Regions from separate parts of the Mus musculus genome. Here all the other regions are linked to region 1. The links are chromatin contacts, called in public HiChIP or PLAC-seq and promoter capture Hi-C maps. All regions are on one chromosome and are shown on one strand. The core of a region is the stretch at or near the end of the contact, and the rest is flanking DNA. Distances in the headings are between cores, read along the strand shown. Region 1 holds the start of Rpl19 (ribosomal protein L19). Region 2 holds the start of Grb7 (growth factor receptor bound protein 7). Region 3 holds the start of Stard3 (START domain containing 3).

Region 1 (4,809 bases), core at 1,230-3,729:
CCTCTTCCCTGAGCAAGAATTAGAATCGAGACTCTTTAAGTTTTAAGTTACTCACCAGAGGCAACTGAGCTGTCTTCCCCTCACCTGTCTTTCATTTTAAGAAATATTAGGTCCATCCAAACACTTAATTTCTGTTACCTACTGAGTCAAGAGAAGACAAACAGCAGAGACGGATGGATGGCTCTGCACAGGTCAGAGCTGTATAGAGGACAGTCTCAATAAACACAGACATTAACAACTAATTTCTCCTTTCAGGGCTGGGGACAGCACTAAAGCGGGTCTTGAAATTGAGATCCACCAGCTTTAGCACAAACTCTCACTCTATGAGCCATGAGGCTGTGGCAGGACAAAGGGTAGTATGTATGACCCCCTATCCTGTAAACAACAATGGCCCTACAAGTCATTTCCCCAAACAGGTGGGCCACGAGAGCTGGGACCAAACTTCACATCCCCTGCATGATCATCAGTAAGCGTACCCCAACTTCCTAGCCACCCCTTTCAATCCCATTTAAAAACATCCAGTAAGCTGGGCAGTGGTGGTGCACGCCTTTAATCCCAGCACTCGGGAGGCAGAGGCAGGCAGATTTCTGAGTTCAAGGCCAGCCTGGTCTACAGAGTGAGTTCCAGCACAGCCAGGGCTACAGAGAAACCCTGTCTTGAAAAAAAACAAAAAACAAAAAACACCCAGTAGAATCCCCAGCATAAGCAGAATGTAGGGACTTAATGCTGACATCTTTTCCCACCAACAAACTCAGCACTAGTGCCAACTTGTATCCATGCAAAAGAAGATAGTTACCACCCAGCAACTGCACAAGATGGGAGAAAAAATATCACCAGTGTGAATGTAGAGCCGGACCGGTCTTAAGCTTGCTGACAAGTGCTCTACCCAGTGTACCCATCTAAGAGGCAGAGTGAAAGGCTAGACCATTCTCACCTATGCCCATATGCCTGCCCTTCCGTCGGGCCAGGGTGTTTTTCCGGCAACGAGCCCGGGAATGGACAGTCACAGGCTTGCGGATGATCAGCCCATCCTTGATCAGCTTCCTGATCTGCTGACCTGGGAAGGCACAACACACCCGTTAGTAAAGTGCCAGCCACAAAAGTCAAGCTCTTACCCTTGACCCAACATCCTGAAAAGGAGATGAAATCCTGGAATACTTATTTTAAAAAGAACATTTACCTCGTAAATATTTCATAGCATATTGGTGTATCTGAAATGCAGTTTAACAAAGTACTTGGTCTGATACTAACAAGGCTTGCTTCTGTCTTGAAACCTCATCCAACATCCTCCAGTCTTTAAATATCAAAAACTTCCACGGGACATAAAATACTCACTTTACTCATAAATTATTAATGTAACACGAGATGGTTGCACCCTATAAACTATTTCTATATACAATGATATATGTATAAGACATACATACTTATCTCCTTATAGGTAGATAGTGAGTGAGGGTGACAGATCATACTCACGGGAGTTGGCATTGGCGATTTCATTGGTCTCATTGGGATCCAACCAGACCTTCTTTTTCCCGCAGCGGAGGACACTAGAGGCAAGCCTCTTCTGTAGCCTGAGCATACTGGGTACACAGAAAGCACTAGTAAGCCCTGGAAGCGACATCTGAACAACAACAAACACTCCAAGCAAAATCTTCCCTCTAAAATATACACCAGTATGCATACATTTCTATTAAGGGCAAACACACCCCCTAGACCTAAAATTTTTGCCACCCCTTCCTGTCCTCTAATAACTATTTCCAAAGCAAGGCCTTAAATCCAAACCAAGAAAGACCTGGGCAATGAACGTGGCCAAAGTGGCCAGCCATTTGAGATCTGGGGTGGGGGGAAGGGGTGCTTAAGCTCTTCCGGGTACTTGGCTCGGTGAAGACTTTAATGTTAAGGATCAGACACGAATTGATCAGACTCGACTGTGACGCAGCCTGTTTACCCAGAACAGGCGAGGCTCTTTGCTTTCTGGGCTCTTTTTCACGTTAATAAACCTCGTCCAGCCGTTCGGGCGGAAGCCGACCCGGCACCTCATCCTCCGCACTCGGAGGCCTGGCCTTGCCCGAGACTTGTCCCACGTTACATGGTAGGGGTCTGTTGGGCTCCGGCGAGCCGAGGAGCCACTCAGGGCCCTGTCGCCGCTGCTCTCCCCGCGCCCTGCCTCACAACGCGTGACAGGCAGAGAGCGGCGCCCGCGGGAGATCTTCGGGCCTCGGCGTCCCGCGTTCCACCCTCCCTAGGCCCAGGCCGTGCGCGCTCTCCGCGCTCCGGGTGCGGCCGCACCACGCTCGCCTCCCCTCTCCCCTCTGCCATCCGGGGTCCCGGCCCCGATCCCTGCCAAGCCTTGCCGGCCCCGTCGGCCCCGTCGACCTCATCGGCCAAGAACCGAGAGCCGGGCCCGCTCACCTCATGGCTGCGGCCGCAGCAGCGAAAGGAAAGAGCTTGTGGGCCGCAGGCTCCGCCCATTATCTGCGAAGGGGAGAGCCCAAGCCCCACTCCATGATTGTCTGTATTTACGCTACGCTATTTCACCTTATTTCATCTCACACTAATTTGTTTTCTTCCTAAAAAATCGTGATCCTAGATACTGGAGATCGAGAATCAGTTTTAAACTGTAAAACACAAAAGACCTACCCCTTTCGTCGGGCAAAATGGTTCAGTCCGACTCCGCGGCGCACATGCGCAGTGAGGGCGTTTGGTCACGTGGTCCTCTGGGTAGCCGGAAGTCACGCTAAGTCGCGCAGGCGGCGTGAGGAGGGTTTGGCCTGGACGGCCTGGTCTTCGCGGAGGGCTAGCGGTCTGTGAAAGGTTTCTAGATTAGCTGGGAGAAAAGGAGCGAAGGGAGTGTTAGAGAATAAGGACGGCGGAGAGCCAGCGGACACTACCCCGCTTTCGCTCCCAGAGAGTAGTAGCTCGCGCGCAGGCAAAAACCAAGAGATTTTTCTCAGTGCCCCCGCAGATCCCTATCTCTGGATGCTTCCATTTCAATCTCCATTGTAGTCTGAACCTAAGCCTCGTATTTCTGTCATCCACTTGTGAAAATCATATGCATCTACTATTACAAAAAAGGCGTTAGCACAAGCAAGCGGAACCAATCTCGTTTGGCTCAATCTGCACTGTAGCAAGTCCGTGTGAGGAGACCCTACATTGACTAAACGAAGGGTTGTCAGAACAAAAAAGGACGAATGGCTTTGGAGACCTCTGACTGAAAACCCAAAGAGAATGTTCTGGGGGCCAAAAGTTCAAATATCTGGAGCTCCGGAGCGGAGCAGCTGGCTTACTCCCTTAATCCTGTCAGGAAATGATATGGACCCAAATTTAAGGTGGTCCAGGCAATCTGGGCTACAGAATAAGACCCCAGTACTTGGGAGGCAGAAGGATCAGAATTTCAAGGCCACCCTTAGCGACATATGGAGTTCAAGGCCAGCCCGGATATTGGGAGCCCCGATTAAAAAACAAACCCAAAAACCAGGGAGTGGGACTAGAGATGGCACAGGCTTGTGCGTTTGCAATGGATTGCAGTTGGATTCCCAACATCCATATCTGCCTGTAAACATTCAGAACTGTCAGTAACTCCTTGCTACCTGGTGCCCTGTGCCAGTCTCATGCGCTGGCACAGTGAGGTAGAGCAGATATGATGGCATGCATGGATATGCACATAAATAAAAATAACCCTGTTTTTTAAAAGTCCTAGACCCAAGCTGGGTATTGTAGTATGTACCAGCACTCAGGAGGCAAAGGCAGGTGGATCTCTGTGAGTTTGAGAACAGCCTGGTCTAGATCAGGGTTCTGGTCCTCTTGCTTACTTGAATCAAGAGTCTTTCTTTTTCTCTGCTTGTTTTTGAGACAAGGTCCTGTTATGTAGCCTAGGATGGCCTCAACTCTATCTTCCTGCCTCTACCTTCTCTCCAGTGCTTGAATTGCACTTACAGGTCTGCGTCTCTGTGCTTGGTTGCTATCTTCTTTGAATTTTCTAAGCAGTAAAATGAGCTGAGAGTTAAAAGGAAAGAGCCAGGGTAAGAAACATACTTATGCACTATCTCAGAAATAGTCAACTTTTAAAAAAATCTTCATTTTGGCCAGGCAGTGGTGGTGGTGCACGCCTTTAATCCCAGCACTTGGGAGGCAGAGGCAGGTGGATTTCTGAGTTCAAGGCCAGCCTGGTCTACAGAGTGAATTCCAGGACAGCCAGGACGACACAGAGAAACCCCGTCTCAAAAACCCAAAACAACAACAAAACAAACAAGCAAGCAAAAAATAAATAAATAAAAAATCCTCATCTTGGTGGTGCTGCACGCCTCCAAGCCCAGCATTTAGGAGGCAGATCTCTGGAAGTTCATGGTCAGCCTGGGCCAGATGAGCTACATAATGAAACCCTGTCTCCAATCATCAAATAAAACAAACAAACAAAAATCTACATTGTTTTACAACTTATGAAACAGACTGGGTTTCTTTCTTCTCCCTTCTCTTCTTCTTCCTCCTCCTTTTTGTGGGAGGATCTGTAGACCTTACCCAGTCTGCACGTCCTCTGTAAAACAGGCTGACCTTGTACTCACAGAGGCCTGCTGCCCCTGCCTCTAGAATGTTGAGGTTAAAGGCCCTCCTGTCATTCCTAGCTAGAGAGGCCCATGCTGCTGCCTCTTGCCAGGCTCTGTTGTCCTCAGTGTGCAGACAGGAACCCTGCCAGTGTTGGCAATGTTCATGGTTTCCTCACTACTCAGGGTCCTTATCAGATGATGTGATCAGAGAATGAACATCACTTCTCAGAATCCACAGTGAGGAATCCAAACAGCACACAGGCTC
Region 2 (4,809 bases), core at 1,731-4,230, 420 kb before region 1:
AACCTTGACTCATCCACAGGACTTCCTGGCTAAGAAGGAGCACAAACAACCTGCCTCTGCCTTCCATCCCTGACTTCCCAACCTACAGGTAGCCTGGGAGTAAGGGGTGCGGGCTGGGTAGAGATGAAGATGTGAGGAGGGGCAGCCTGAGGCTCCTCTGAGGTCACCCTCCCCACCCTTGGCCAGTGTCCAGCTCAGGTGGGAATAATCATCTACCCACCTCTAGTCCTGAACCATCTCCCTGCCCATAGCCCAGGAAGGAGAGAAGAAACGCCCGGCCTGGATCCAGGAGCCTATCAGGATTGGAGCCCACCTCCTGGTGATAGACAAGCAGCATCCAGCCCTGCCTGGCCTGGGTCTGGAACCTACAACTCTGTTTGCTGTTAACTATCCCAAGATATATGATGGTGATTGTATATCTAGTCCCAGGGATTGCTCTGTGGGAGAGGGTCTCTAAACACACTCTGGGGTGTCCTGACCTGAGGGGTATCACCAGGCAGAAGTGGAGTTAAAACACCCAAGAAGACAGGCAGGCAGGCAGCAAAGCACCCCCCAGGACAGCCAAGAAGAGCAAGCAAGACCCATCTGACACTTAGCATCCTCAAGACACCAAGCAAGGAACATCAACACCGGGCACCCACTCCCACTCACCTAATCTCCTTTTTCAAGCAGAGGTGGGAGCATCAGCAAGGGTGCCCCTCCCTCAAATGGAGAAAACAACACCCAGTTAGACAGGTGTTTGAAACGGGAGGAAGTAGATTGAAGTCAGATTACAGTCTGATGTTAGAAGCTCAGGTGCAGGCTAAACTAGGGTTAGCTTCCAGATCCCTCCACCACACCCTTAAGATGGACAGCTCTAGGGGACGGTAGAGTAACTAAAATTTGAGATGAGGCAGGGGAGCCTGCTGTGGGGCCTGCCCAAAAGATGGAAAACATTCAAACTAGGGCCTAAGCAAAGGTTCCGTTGGAGAAACTGGTCCCCCAACCAATTTGTCCTCTCAGCTAGGCCACTCCAAACTCTGGCTCTCCAGCCCCAGCAGCTCCTGCCCCACCCTCTCTCCTACCCTCCCTGCTGCCTTGTTTACTTCCTGAATCTTGCCCCACCTAGAAAGCCCCAGGGGCGAGTGGCAAGGCCTAATGTTTGGGGCCAACTGCAAACAAGGCCACCATCTCCTCTTCCCAAGATGAGGCGAAGGGTTCGTGGGGCAGACACTGAGCTGCTGGCCTGGGCAGCCTGAGATCCGGCTCTGGACCAGCACAGGAAGCTAACACCCATCAGGACTTGGGGAGGGAAGTGGGGGGGGGGGGGGGCTTAACCTTTCCGGGTACCGGGAGCAGGTGGGGAGGTAGGAAACCCTGAGTTGACCCAAAGTTGATGCTCCACCCATTCCGCCGGGGTTGGGGGGGGGGTGGGAACATCCAATGAAATAAAGCGGGCGGGACAACTCTTTTAATGTTTAATTTGGGAAGAATGCTAGAGTTCTCTGTAGAGTTAATCATTAGTTTGCCTTCGGGGAGAACACAAACACACACACACACACACACACACACACACACATTAGCACGCGCTATTGGGGGAGAGCAGAGTCCAAGCTAGACAGACTCATGACCCAGAAGGCATTGCATTCTTGGGGGGAAAAGAGGGAGAAAAGGTTGAAAATACTATCAGCTGTCCCTCAGATGCACTCTGTCTCCATCCTACCATGAAAACCCAGACCTAACTAGGTCTTTCCCCCAACTTCAGCCTCAGGCAGGCCCACATACCCGGCCATACACTGTTTTCCAGGCCCCGAACTGCAGACCTTCACACTACACCCACCCCTCTAGCTTTCTTTGTCCACACTCATTTGCAGCCAGGAGGGATCCGCAGCCTGCTGAGCTTCCGTATCGGAGATGGGACCACAACGTGGAGAGATGCAGTTCCAACCATTGCGGGAGTCGCTCTCCCTTACTCCCCTCCGAATGGGAACCCCAGATTGTAGTAAACTGAGCTCAATAAGGTATTGAAGGGCAACCTCCGGATCTAGCACCCCCTACTAACTGGTGTTGGGTAAGAACTAGTTTTAGCCGGAAAGTCAAGATTTCAGGTGATGGAGAGACCTTACCTCGGGTCTCAGGGAGCAAGATGAGGAAGGGGAAGGATTGGTGATGCCAAGCAACAAACAAAACAAACAATGCAGCGCAGAGAGCATCAGGAGTGTGACTCTTTCCTTAGGGACCCAGACCTAACTTGCATCCCATCCCATCCCATCCCATCCCCCAAGATGAAGTTCCCGCTTCCGCCTTTACCCAGACCATAGCTCACCTGCCTGAGGCCACCGGTTTAGGGAGGAAGATTCCAGGCCTTAACTATCACCCACCCCCCTTCTCCCCCACCCCCACCCCCACCCCCCGCCTCTGGCCTGACCTCGCCGAGAGAGGGCGGTCAGGGGGGAGAGCGTGGCAGCCTCCCGGCCATCTAACTGGGCAGCAGGCCAGATCCGCTCGATGCAGGCACAACCTGGGGCCCTCGGTGAGGCTGGGGGTAGGAGCAGATTATCTAAGACCGATCTCGGTCGGCTTACCTGGAGCACCTCCAACAGAAGGAGCCGGACACCCGGCCCAAAGTCTGGCTCTGTCTAGAGATCCCAGACACTTAGATTTGATTTCGAATCCTTTCTCTCTTCTCTACAGATGGTAGAAAGGCTATCCCGCCTTTGGAATGTTGAGGCGGGAGAATATAGAGCGAGCCCTGCGTATCCAGATTCCAGGCCCAGGGAAACTAAAATTATCTCGGGCAGGTAAGGGCGGAGCCTGAGAGGCTCCCTGGAGAAGGAAGCGCAGGAGGAGGGGTGGAGACTCCTCACAATGCACCGCCTCGAATTGCTCTTGCCCTTCCTACTGAGCAGCAGGTGCTAGGAGAGAGGGAGAGAGAGAGAGAGAGCAGGTGCCCCGGAGAGAACAGGCTGGACAGAGAAAAATCTAGAATCCTGACTACATGGGAAGGGGAGTTTGGAGGCTGTTTGTTAAACGCGAATGGTCCCGCCCACTCCTACTCGTCCCATTCCAATGATGGTCAGTTCATTGGTCAAGCTAGGGGGCCGTCTTCAGCTCGGATCTCACCCCCTAGGGCAAAGGGCACTGGGCTTAAAAGGGAAGCCAGAAGAGGTGCTCTGCCCTTTGACCTCCAACCACAGTCCAGCCGCCCAGGCTGTTGTCCTGGCCCTGCTAAAATACCCAAGGTGCACCCTCTCTTCCGAGGCAAGTCCAGGGTCTCACCTTCCTAGTTTCAAGTTTAAGAGTGGCAAGGTGGCCTAGTGGGAGGGGCCACAGTTCTGGTGACCGTTGTGGCCTGATGCAGATGGCTTCTATTACAGCAGTTACTCCAGCTTTCTGGTTCAGCTCACAGCAAACATTGGAGGATCAGGAAGAGGGGTTGAGAGTCCCCAGATCAAAGGCAGCGGGCCACCTCCCAGCTTCCTATGGCTAAGAGTTAAGAAAACAAACAAGCCACTGGGGCGATAAGGGGTCTGCCCTGAGGAAGCACAGCCTCCCTTAGCTTTTCCGCTTGAAAAACTAATGTGGAAAGCCACCGTGGAAGTGTGTGCCTTTTAATCCCAGCTCTCTAGGGGCAGGGGCAGGTGGATCTCTGTGAGTTCGAGGCCAGCATGGTCTACATGGACAGTGAGGACTGTACAGAGAAGCCCTGTTTCAAAAACAGAGTGACGACAGACAGACAGACATCAGACAGACTAGTATGAATAGAGCAAAGCAAAAAGGTGAGGAAGGGGCAGGTTGCTTGGGCCAGGAAGCAATTTGAACAAATTGCAGGAGACAATTTCCTCATTTCCAACCTAGCAGACCTGTGCTTGGCGCTGGGTATACAGAGCAAAACAACAAAAACAGACCCGCCCTTTGCTGGCTGCAACCCAGTCGGGGAGACTGACCTTTAAGAGTCACACAAATAAGAAATGACAGGTGACAAGTTTGCCAGGTGAGTGACTCACAGGAGGCAGGGAAGGCCATGAAAACAAAGCCAGGGAGGACCTGGCAGTGAGTGGGAACCAGAGGGGTTAACCTGCCATGGTGGACCCCCAGTGTGGAGAAGCAGCTGCTGGGAGGGAATGCAGAAGAGAGTGGGGGTGGACAGGAACGGAGGCCATCAGGTAGTCTGGGCAGGTCTTGCAGGTACGGGAGGGGTGGAGGGAAAACACTGCAGCTCTTAAAAGGGGGGAACACAGTCTCTTAAGCTGCTCTGGAAAGAGCAGACCCGTGGGCCCCTCCTCAGCTACCAGAGTCTCAAAGCACTGAGGAGGCAGAGCCCCAGGAATGTGAGATATTGACAAGCCCTCAGGTGGCTGTTTTGCAAACCAGGTTTGAGAGCCATCCATCCTGTTTGTCCAGACTGGCAGGAGGAGTGGGCAGAAGCCAGACCCTGCCAGGAGTGCAGGGCTGCACTCTGAAAAAAGATCACTATGTAGAAGGCTGAGCTGGAGGAAAGCCAGACTCCAGCTGAATGAGTGATATTCTCTCTCTCTCTCTCTCTCTCTCTCTCTCTCTCTCCCCCTTCCCTCCCTCCCTTCCTGTCTGTCTGTCTGTCTGTCTTTTGTTTTTCAAGATAGGGTTTTTCCCTGTAACAGCCCTGGCTGTCCTGGAACTTGTTTTGTAGACCAGGCTGGCCTACAAAGATGCTCTCGAACTCACAGAGATCAGCCTGCCTCTGCCTCCTGCCTCTCTAGTGGTGGGATTATTACAGTCATGTGCCACCATGCCTGGCTCCATTTCTTTCTTTCTTTCTTTCTTTCTTTCTTTCTTTCTTTCTTTCTTTCT
Region 3 (4,809 bases), core at 1,732-4,231, 330 kb before region 1:
GCCAGGCTTGCTCAGCCCCTGCCCCCACCCTGCCCTTCTAGGATGCCCTGAGCTCAGTGACTCCGTGACCTCTGGCCCACTCAGGGGCTGTGAATCAGACTCTACTCCATTCTTTAGTGATCCTGGGTCAAAACTGAGGCTGAGGAAGTCAAGTCCCCAGAGTCACTCTGGAAAGGGCCGGCCCCTCTGAGAGCTGTGAGCTCTCTCATGAAAAGGCCTGGGCGCACAGGCTCCTCCCGGGCCCAGCTCTGGCCAGACAAAAGCCTACATTTGCCGCACTCCAGCCAGAAAACATTCAGAGGAGCACACAGCTAACAAAATGGCATGCTATTCATTGTCCTGTCCGCTGATGTGCCAGCTGCTCGCTTGGATGCTGGAACAGAGGCAGTGCCTGGGACATGGCTATGCATCTGAAATTAAGCTACCCGTCTTTAAATCTCTACTGAGTGACTTGAACCAACCTCCCCCAAGGCTCAGCTTCCTCATCTGCAGAGAGGAGGCAAAAGGCACCAGCATTCAACAGGATGAGAGGAGCCAGCCAGCCACGGGATTTCTGGTCTTAACCCACACTGCGACCTTCCAGTGATCCCAGGTGTGCAAGAGCTCAGCTAAGAGCAGGACACAGGAGAACCTGCAGTGTGACAGACTCTGGCTTAGTCTATCGGGGTCACTGGGTCTAGTGAGAAAGACTGACATAAATCCATGCTGGCCGGATGTGACGAGCGCTTTCAGAAATGTATTCACAAGGGCCCATGTCTCCCAGAAAAAGACGCATGGGGCCTGAGCTACAGTGAGGGGGAGGGAAGCACAGGGTGGAGGGACCTTCGGAGGCTCAGGAGAATCACTCAGGTGGAGGGAAGGGAGATGGGCACTCATGATTGCAAAAGAACAGCAAAGGACTGAAGGACTGTTCATGGTCAAGAACTAATGTTCTACTACTACTGGGCTAACCCCAACCCCACCCAATCACTCCCATTGCCTTGTTTGTTTGTTTGTTTGTTTGTTTCCCAAGACAGGGTTTCTCTGTGTAGCTCTGGCCATCCTAGAACTCTGTAGACCAGGTTAGACCCACCTACCTCTGCCTCCCAGGTGCTGAGATTAAAAGTGTGTGCCACCAGTGTGCCAAGATGGTTTTTGGTTTGGTTTGGTTTGTTTGTTTGTTTTCCCGGCAGTGCTGGAAACAAAACCACAAAGGCTGGATCTTTTCCACTCCTGAATAGCATTCCACTCAGTAGGTCCAGATCCTGTTCCCGGTGAGTCCAGGATTTCACCTTAGGACCCAGGGACAGAATGAGAAGCGAGCCACACCAAGCATTCTCACGCAGCCGATGAAATTAACTCATAACCAGCAAGCCAGAGTGCTCTTACACAGGACATGCTAACTAACGTGTGTTCATTAGGCACTCATAGGCCTGGTCCCTTGATGCATACACTACACAGTACTTCATTCATTCTCACATCTATACAAGGTAGGCACATTACTATCTCCATCTTCCAAAAGAGGAAAGGAAGATACTGACTTCATCAAGGTCTCAAAACAATATCAAAACTCAAGCAGGCTGGTGCATGGGTCTATATGTCAGCTATGACACTAAGAGTGTTCAGAGGACACAGATGGGCAGGGCGGCCAGCCTTTGAGATGGAGGTGGGCAGTGTGGAGATGGTGCTCTCTGAGCAGGACTCCTGAAGGATACATCAGGAGGAGGCCCAGCAGATCAGAGAGGAAAGAGGTGCTGCTATATACACGAAGAACCCTATGTGAGCCAGGCACATCTTACAGTAAACAAGCACACAGTCGTTTCCCCACAGGCAATGGGAAGCAAGCAAGTGACATAACCAGACTCGTGATATAAAAGTCTGCAAGAGCTAGATTCTGAAGACTTGCCTGCAAGCAATTAGGACCACAAGCTGCTGGAAATGTCCAGAGACACGTCAACAAGGGTAGTGACAGAGAAGGTTCAGGGAGTTAGCTATACTGGCACCTCTGAGCAAACAGGGTTAAAAGATGTTAAGGCAATTCCGGAGTTTTTCTCCTGGATAAGACAAGAGTGGAAGGATAAATTTACAGAGAAAAGATCAGCTCACGTTTGAAACCTGTGAGATCATCCCAAAGTGAAGGTATCCCATAGGCATAATTGACAGGCAGCTAATTTGGAGCCCAGGAAGGGGATGTGCTGCTATCGTCCATCTGAATATTCAGTGAACGTGAACTTGATGCGACAACAGTGGATGAGGCCATCCAGGATCAATGCACAGTGAGGCGGGTTGGGCCAGCGTGAACGTAAAGAGATTCTTCTGCCCTCTTGTCAGAGAGGTAAGAGGAAAAATCAGGAAATATTGGGGAGTCAAAGGGTGGAAGTATGTCAGGAATGAAAGCCAACAGTAGCAAGCACTTCTGAGAAGAGTTTAAAGAGCCTTCTTTCTGATATCGTTGGGAAGCTATGCGTGGATGTTTCCAACGGAAGTTGTGGGAAACAGCGGGTGGCAGAGAGGCAGCCGATTAGTATGTTTTTCCCTGAGTCTGGCCCCTTCCCACACCCAATTCTGTCCCCCATAATACTTAGATACCGACTCCTTGCCTCTCCTCTTACTATAAAGAAGGCTTAGGAAAGCGGCCGCAGACGTCCTCCGGACCCTCTCGGGTAAAGACCAAGACACCCCCTCCCCAGCCCTGCGCGCGCAGCAGCGAGTGGAGAGGAAGGGGGCGGAACCCGGAGCGCGAGGGGTGTGGGCTGGGTCGGACCGAACCAAAGACGGACACCGGGCAGGAAAGCGGGATCCGTCGGGTAGAGACAGCTCTTGTACCACCGCCCGGTGCCTGCGACCGCCGCACAACCCACCTGCTTCATGTCACCACGGCCCCCACTCTTCCTGCCTCAGCCGCAGTCCCGCTCCACGGCCTGGCAACTCCTCAGAGCGGAAGGAGAGCTCCCGGCGGCGCTACTTCCGCCGCTGAGCCCGTCCCCCCCGAGCCCGCCCCCAAAGCCAACCCGCCCCCCCGAGCCCGCCCCCAAAGCCAATCGGGATTCGTGTGACCCTGAAGCTCCGCCCCGGTCCGCCCCTCTCTCGGAGACGAGGTCCGGAAGCGGAGCCACAACCGAAGTTAAACTGTGTAAGACCGTGCAGGAGCAAGGGATAAAACCCCAGGGTGTCTTGGTTATTAGATCATACAGGCCTGACACTGTGGAGTGAAGGGGAACTGTGTGAGGGCCGATTTGTGAGCACAAGTCCCTTGGAGAAATCCATTTTTCGTTTTTGAGACGTTCTCAGGTTGGCCACGAACTCAGCCTTCCAAGTTCTGAGATTACTGACGCGCAGCACCACATCCATCACACATATTTAAAGGACCTTTGTTCTCCCCTGGCTTTTAGCCATCTCCCTCAGGAGCTAGTATGTCTGCCATGCGTATAGCCTGCAGGAAAGGCTCCTTCCTGGGAAGGGCTGGACACGAGAGGCAAGATCCTGACCCTAAGATAACCACCATTTTTCCTGTCAGAACATACCATTACTTCCCGGTCTCTCCTCCCTCCCCTGAAAGAGGAGTCTCAGGACAATTATTTACAAAGATTTATTACAGCGTAGGAGGGGTTCAGGCCTAGAGTAAGGGAAGAAGGGGAAGGGAACCAAGTTGCTGGAGGACAAGGAGAACCAGGCTCCCCCCACTGTGTGGCCCCCTAAGGACAGATAGTAAGTGCATTCCTGGCACCAAAGCACAAACAAAACGCAGCAAGCAGCCTCTGCCAGTCCATCTTGCAGGCACCCAGCAGGAATGGGATACTAAGGGAGGGACATGTTGAGGCTCTGCAAAGAATGCGTGAGACCTGAGCCCTGGTTGAAGTCTATGAGAGGGTTGGGGACTCAACGCCCACCACTGGTAGGGGAAGGAGGAGATCTCAGGGCACCTGTAGGCTCTCAGTACCTCCTTTCCCCAGATCTTAGGACCTGCCCTGTGGGTCTCCTGTGCCCAGGGGAGAGAATCTGGAGAGGGAGGGGACTTGTGGAGAATAAATGGTTGTTTATGGCCTTCTGGGGTTTCCAGTGTGGGCTCTCTCACCTCCCTACTCCCACCGGGTAAATAGAAGAATGACTGGCAGGGAAAGGCATTGGGGACTCTGGGCTTCAGCCAAAGCAAACAGAGACCAGCCTTAGTCTTCTAAAAGTCAGAAGCCGCAGCCCTAGCAGGTGAAAGACAGGGTACAAAGGAGGGTGGGGACAGAGTGGGTTTCTGGGGAACACTTCCTCCTGGGAGATACAGGGCTCTGAGCTTATGTGCCAGGCTCAGGGGGGGCTGGGATGCTGAGGTTCCTCTCCAGGCTCTGAAAGACAAATAAAGAGGACTCAAGGCCAGGCTTGGCCCATGAGGTTCCCACCCACCTCCCCAGCCCACACTCCAAAGCTCACCACTTAGTGTTGCTCTGCCTTCCACTTGGTCCTCAGAGTTTCCATCTCTCTGGGGCTCATCCAGAGGAGGTGGGCGCTCCCAGGGCCCCTCCAGACCCCGGCCACAAGTAGGCTTCTGCCCCACTGAAAGAGAGGGCATACATACATAGGCTGAGTGCCCCTCTGGTGCTCTCTGATGGCTTGAGGTTGAGCTTCTGAGACATCCATTGCTGCATAACGGGCAGAACACTGGCCTGGACTTCTGTCCCCGTGATTGTAACTTAGTTCATGGGCACTTTTCCAAAGGAAATATTATGTAAGAAGATCGGTGTAGATTACCTTAGATAATACCTTCTGGGAAGCTGGGTGTGGAGGCTTACACTAAAAATGCAGCCATCAGGAGGCTGAAGCAGGAGGATTGCTTTGAAT

Evidence for each region. Promoter capture Hi-C pulls out the DNA fragments that hold promoters and counts their contacts. HiChIP or PLAC-seq counts read pairs in DNA pulled down with a chosen protein or histone mark.
Region 2: a contact with region 1 is called in an HNF4G HiChIP or PLAC-seq map of pancreatic cancer cells. The contact joins the promoter of Grb7 here to the promoter of Rpl19 in region 1. A contact is called at or near these places in 3 of 39 promoter capture datasets (hippocampal neurons, pre-B cells and stem cell-derived epiblast-like cells), 1 of 15 datasets of contacts at CTCF or cohesin (stem cell-derived epiblast-like cells), 1 of 484 Hi-C or Micro-C datasets (the Ba/F3 cell line), 5 of 115 datasets of contacts at active chromatin or transcription factors (embryonic stem cells, epiblast stem cells, memory CD8 T cells and 2 more) and 3 of 9 other capture datasets (embryonic stem cells, liver and pancreatic islet).
Region 3: a promoter capture Hi-C map of erythroid cells shows a contact between it and region 1, with 12 times the contacts expected there. The contact joins the promoter of Stard3 here to the promoter of Rpl19 in region 1. A contact is called at or near these places in 2 of 39 promoter capture datasets (erythroid cells and pre-B cells), 1 of 15 datasets of contacts at CTCF or cohesin (embryonic stem cells), 4 of 484 Hi-C or Micro-C datasets (the N1E-115 cell line, cerebral cortex, embryonic stem cells and 1 more), 5 of 115 datasets of contacts at active chromatin or transcription factors (the SCID.adh cell line, embryonic stem cells, extraembryonic endoderm stem cells and 2 more) and 2 of 9 other capture datasets (adipose tissue and pancreatic islet).

The regions. Positions count from the first base shown.
Region 1 is chr11:98,024,594-98,029,402 of GRCm38.p6, reverse strand. It overlaps Rpl19 (ribosomal protein L19), which reads right to left and starts at 2,479. Exons shown (of 6, transcript NM_009078.2): 1 at 2,413-2,479; 2 at 1,474-1,580; 3 at 935-1,057; 4 at 1-8. The coding sequence starts at 2,417.
Region 2 is chr11:98,445,005-98,449,813 of GRCm38.p6, reverse strand. Grb7 (growth factor receptor bound protein 7) reads right to left here and starts at 2,980. Exons shown (of 15, transcript NM_010346.2): 1 at 2,565-2,980. It also overlaps a transcript of Mien1 not described here.
Region 3 is chr11:98,356,540-98,361,348 of GRCm38.p6, reverse strand. It overlaps Stard3 (START domain containing 3), which reads right to left and starts at 2,981. Exons shown (of 15, transcript NM_021547.3): 1 at 2,841-2,981. Ppp1r1b (protein phosphatase 1, regulatory inhibitor subunit 1B) reads right to left here. Exons shown (of 7, transcript NM_144828.2): 6 at 4,402-4,524; 7 at 3,553-4,316. The coding sequence ends at 4,279. 1700003D09Rik (RIKEN cDNA 1700003D09 gene) reads left to right here and starts at 3,066. Exons shown (of 3, transcript NR_045477.1): 1 at 3,066-3,112.